Linked DNA regions of Mus musculus: region 1 is linked to region 2. Evidence: chromatin contacts called from public Hi-C data. All regions are on one chromosome and are shown on one strand. The core of a region is the stretch at or near the end of the contact, and the rest is flanking DNA. Distances in the headings are between cores, read along the strand shown. Region 1 has its middle 50 kb from the start of Gm13974. Region 2 overlaps Dph6 (diphthamine biosynthesis 6).

The links. A called contact is a pair of places that touch in the nucleus more often than the background predicts.
Region 1: a contact with region 2 is called in a Hi-C map of liver, with 3 times the contacts expected there. The contact joins two enhancer-like sites. A contact is called at or near these places in 5 of 484 Hi-C or Micro-C datasets (the 3T3-L1 cell line, embryonic fibroblasts and liver), 1 of 115 datasets of contacts at active chromatin or transcription factors (liver) and 1 of 9 other capture datasets (embryonic tail).

Annotation. Positions count from the first base shown.
Region 1 is chr2:114,802,779-114,805,478 of GRCm38.p6, forward strand. No RefSeq gene overlaps it. Among named protein-coding and RNA genes, the nearest start is that of Gm13974, 50 kb to the right of the region's middle. Within about 2 kb of position 1,348, at least 4 of the 459 cell types and tissues checked have an H3K27ac peak or open chromatin away from gene starts, as enhancers often do. A contact at or near this core is called in liver, where this site is marked.
Region 2 is chr2:114,620,796-114,623,574 of GRCm38.p6, forward strand. The region is part of intron 3 of Dph6 (diphthamine biosynthesis 6); the gene reads right to left. Among named protein-coding and RNA genes, the nearest start is that of Dph6, 33 kb to the right of the region's middle. Within about 2 kb of position 1,491, at least 31 of the 459 cell types and tissues checked have an H3K27ac peak or open chromatin away from gene starts, as enhancers often do. A contact at or near this core is called in liver, where this site is marked.

The DNA of each region.
Region 1 (2,700 bases), core at 98-2,597, 180 kb after region 2:
TTAGATAGATAACCAGGAAAAGAAGACATCTATATAGATAAAGACAATAGGAAAATATTCAGGTCTAAGATCTGACTTTTAATTACGATTCTGTTTTCCATCAATGAAAACAGCATAGATTTGAGGGATTTATTATGAAAGGACAGACATAATTAGCTAGAGAGCAAAATACAGCCTGACCTTCCAAAGGGGTCAAACTCATTCTAGGATAAGACAGCCAGGGGATACTCTATCTCTGATGTTTGTGGCTACTGTAGATCATTGTGAAGCATTCTTTCCAGTTGACTATGGAGATGAACGGAACTCCTTTATCACCTAATCCCAAATGCCTGGGACTAGCGATTGGATCCTGAATGCTTTAATCATTTCCACTCCTTGTGCACATCGGTCCTGTGACTGAAAACATGAAGTAAGGAGGGTCAACCTGCTGGAAACCTATTCTGTAAGCAATTTCTAAAGAGGTATTCAATTGAGTAGGCCAGATGCCCAAAAGTAGTCTCATAGAGGCTGAAGTGGGGCGAAATAGAGTAGGGTGTATGAGAGAACAAAGTGGAAGAGAAGAAAATAAATGACAGTAGACATAAAAGTAATTGTTATTGACCTGGGCTGGGATCAGTCATTCTTAGACATCTGAGAGCATTTCCTCTGCTCTGTCAACATGAATGGGCGGCACCATGAGAACAGTCCGTTCCAGAAAGCACTTCCTGACTTCATTTCTCACAGATGCCTTTTACCTCTAAATTTCTACATTGCTTCTAACTTGTACCTACCACAATGAGCCTTGGGTGTTTGTTTGCTTGTTTGTTTTTCTTTGTTTTTTTTTTTACCTGTATGCAGAGAAATGATAAAAATATGTCTGTGTAGGTAGAGAAGCTTCATCATTTTTGTTTATGACCCACCTGCTGCTAAGAGGACCAAGGGTAACAATCTATCTGAACATCAAAAGCTGGGTCTTTCCTTCATTTTTCAATTTCTGTTATTATCTGCGAAATCAGAAAATTGTACTGGATGAGATCTCAGATGTCCTTCTGCCCTTCATACTCTGTGAGTCCCCCCTAAACCAAAAGACATAACCTTTCCCCAGTGAATGAAGACTGTGACAGATCATAACCACTTAGATAATTTTGGTCTGCAGGTGTTGCTGTGACACAAGAAGAATTCAGAGATGACAAGGAACACACCCAACAAGGGGGATGAAAAGATGTTCACAAAGTTTTGTTTATAGCACACATAAGAAAGTGAATTTCCCCTGTTCCAGCATCTCTCTGTGAAACGAATGGGGTCGATTTCCCAAACAGGGCAAAAGGCAGAGGTTGTGTGTTCTCGCCAGCTGGACCTCCCTATCTGAAAGGATGTCCTGTTTACACTTGGCACCAGAGACTGATGATTGCATTGCCTGAGTGCCCAGAGAATAGGATGGAAGGCAAAATGAATTTTCACACAAGTTTAAAAAATAGCACTTGCTGACCCTGTCATTGTACCACCTGGGACTGGTTTACCTAAGAGAATACTTACAGAGAAGGGCAAGGCCATGGTATCTAGGGAATGCAGGCTTTGTTAGCCAGGACATTTTTCTCCATTCTCTCCTCTCACCTTCCTTTTTTCTTCCCCATCACATATGTTTTCTTCTTCTTCTTCTTCTTCTTCTTCTTCTTCTTCTTCTTCTTCTTCTTCTTCTTCTTCTTCTTCTTCTTCTTCTTCTTCTTCTTCTTCTTCTTCTTCTTCTTTTTCTTTCATGAAAAGAAGAGGTGAGAGCTTGGCTGACAGCCAGATTCATTTCATGAAATGAACTGTGTAGGTAGTCGAACACTGCACAATCTAATATTAGTATAGCTAAGCATTCAGTAAAGGGAAAATTAGCACAGCACGTATGTTTTAAGGTCATAAAGGTTCATTTCCCTTTTCAAAGCAATATTGTATCTTTAAAACAAGGCGTAAGAGGTGGTGGGATGCCAGAACAAAGAAGCAAGACAAATAAGAAGCAGATCAAAATCTTCCCTAGACACTTGACTGCAGTGGCAGCTTTGCAATGGGTGAAAGTTAGTCTGTTTGTCCCTTGAAAATCCTTGTTAAACAAAGATGCTTCTTTAAGGACTTCTCAGAGAGCTTTTCTGCTTCTAACAACTCATCTCTGTGACTCCCTGAACTAGTTTATAGTTAATACTATGTGCTGTCATGTTTTAGTGTTGGATACTACTCTGCAGTACATTTTCTGGTATAAAATGGTAGGGGCATATGCTCATGAGTGTGTGTGTGTGTGTGTGTGTGTGTGTGTGTGTGTGTGTGTGTGTGTGTATGTGTGTATGTGTTTGTATGTGTGTGTTTTCTGTGTATACACACACAGAGAGAATGAGAGTAAGTATGTATGCATATTGTCTGAGTATACATACATATATACATACACACAGAACATTTCAGAGGTATAATTTTGACTCATAATGAGATTATCAACTTTCTTTCAAATACAGCCCAACAAAATTCTATTTTTAGGCATTATGATTCTAACACAGAAATTAGTCAAGGGATATTAAGTTAAACAAAACAAAACAAAACAAAAAAACTAGTTTTCTGAGTTTTTGGTTTTCCCAATGAATTTGCCCCTAATTTTATGCTGTCTTTGTTTATTTGACTTTGCATATGCAAAAATCATGCCTAGAAATTGAATTGTGTGTACTTGAGGATGGTGGCATTGCTTTGACA
Region 2 (2,779 bases), core at 241-2,740:
AGATATTTTGAAGTGAAATAATTATGAAATGTTACACAGGCATGTTAGATTGCGCATTTTATACTTACGAAATTTCAAATTATACATGCATAAGACAGACTGATGTTCAAAAATTCTGTATGCTGTATCCTTTAACTGACTGTCTTTTAAGTGCCTGGTACAATATTACCTGGCAGAAATTGAAAGACTTATAGAAAACAGAAAGTGTATTAGCCATCCAAAGGCACAAAGGAGAGGACCTGTGCTTTCTAACTCAGTTCTTTCAAGGAAGAGGCCCTAGGCACTCCCTCAAGCAGACACTTTAAGCAGACAAAACACTTTCATCTACTTTACCTATTGTATTGTTCCTGGTTAGTGGTAAACAAATGTTTATTGAGGGGAAGGTATCCTTGGGATTACTCCCAAAGTTTATCATCAGCATTTGCATACTGCTAAGTATGTGAACAGCTACTAAGATTTAGTTGATAAAGATGCTAGTCTAAGATGTTTGAAAATGGCATTTGTAGGGAGTTGAAAGTCAATGCACATGTAATTTTGCCACTCCACATTTTCAAGGAATTCTGTGCCAAGTTTCAGATTCACATAAGTCACCAGAAGTTTCAAGAGAGGGGTGTTAAAACAGTGCGCATTAAGTGTGCTCTAGATTTCATACTGAAATGTCTTCCTATTAAACAAAGTAATTTACTTTTGCTCTATGAAATTTGAAAATTACAATTTGAAAAATTGAAAGTGCCTGCACAACCTATACACAGTATCTCTAATCCTTTACAAAACTCTCAAAGGATAAGCTAGTCCCATTTTACAGATTTAAAAAAAAAATCAAAAAACAAGGGGAAAAAAACAAATCAGGTTCAGATATTTGGAATTCTGTTTAACATGCTGTTTAGTGAAAATTACAGAATATAGGATGTAGGTTGATTGGCTATTTATTAAAGAACCTTTAGAAGTATAATAAATTCAAGCTGAAATATTTATCTTCTAAAAATGTTAAACATGATCTCTGCTTTTATAATCAATTATAAAATTCACATATTTAGTTCTGTTTCACAATGATAGACTTGGCTATCCACTCAGACAAGTACAATCAAATACCAAATACTTAACCAAAGGGAGAACGGGAAATCTACAATTTAAATCAATGCTAATGAATGAAAAATACTTTAGTCATTATGTAACTGCCTCGGTTTGAATTTAAATAATCTCATGTATAAAGCTTTGGTTATCCAATTCCAGAACAAGTAAAAGTTAAGTTCTAGGCAGCCCACTAAGATTCTAATTAAGAAGCAAGTACAAAGAATTAAATTTTTTTAAATACTCTTATTGGAGTTCAACCTCAAAAAAGGTATTTCACGAAGAGGCCGTACAGCTTGTAAGATTCCTTCTATCTCAAATTACTCTGATTAATGTCTGATAAAACTGGGTTAGCAACAAGAGGTAGCCCATAATTCTACATGAAAACTCAGAATGGTCTTTTGTTCCCTTTGTCTAATGTTAAGCCAATAGTGAAAAACAAGAATGTCTGCTTAGGAAAAAGGGACCTCTTGGTTGTTGTAGGTTTCTTTGTTGTTGTTGTTGGTTGTGGTGGTGGGTTTTTTTTTGGGGGGGGGGGGTTAAATTTAAATATCTTGCTCTTTACCTGACACTGCAAATTCATCCACATCTCTCTCTGAGCCTAAAAGACTACAGAGGGCACTGTTGCACCAGCTTTGACGCTTTACAATAGAAGCCTTAAGAAAAAAACATTCTATAATTTCTCTAAAGGGTCAAACGGAATGGAAATCTACTAAGCTTAATATAAAGGGAAAAAACCAAAAGTATATTTTTTTCTAAGAGACTGGACTTCAATAAGGGGAAAAACTTAACAAAAACAAGTGTCAGGCTGAGAACAGAGCAGGCTCCTTTCATTTCCCTTTGTAGTGCTTTCCCAAGAAAGGGAACTAATCATAGCGCCTCCTTATCCACTGCAAACAGCACCCACTGCAGAGCCCTCCTCACAGTCAATACCAAAAGGAGTGTGGCACCTCCTGCAATCCTTCCATAATTCTATCAGGAAAAGAATGCAGCCTGTTTGCATACTTTTGTCTAAAAGGCCAATTGCATTTGTCCCCTCTTTGGGTAAAATGACAGCTACAGATCAATCATTCTCACGTGAAAGTAAACACTGGGAAAAAAGCAAAAACTGAGAACTGAAATCCTTACCTTTTAAAACATTTTATTACACAGGAATATACAAATACAGAACATAATTTTAAAACACAAGTTTTTCTCAAAAACATCTACTGGACAACAGTGCCAGTGTTACCCACAGTACTTACAAACCTAGGAAATAAAAATTCACATCATTTCTGTCACAATTTTTTGGCACTAAATTCAATTATAAGCAGTACCAATTGTTTTATACCTATGCTTTCAATATATACAATAAACCTAGTATACATGATATAAAGCTTCATATTATATCACCATTTAAATTTTTTTATACTTCCTTATTTAGCCAGATTTAATTTTTTGATACCACCAATAACATAAAAAATATTTCATTTGGATAATTAAAAACTAGTATCTCGAATTATTCACTAGTTATGAGAATGGTAATGTCATGCCCCAAGAAACTAGAGATAATATGCAAAAGGAGACAAGAAGATAATCCTTTAATACACACCAAACACATCACCAGCACACCATGGTCCATACATCACCATGTACACAGGTACTATCATAAAGCTTGGACCTCTACTATAAAATCCAAATTTCCCTAGAAAAGCCACTCACTACATAA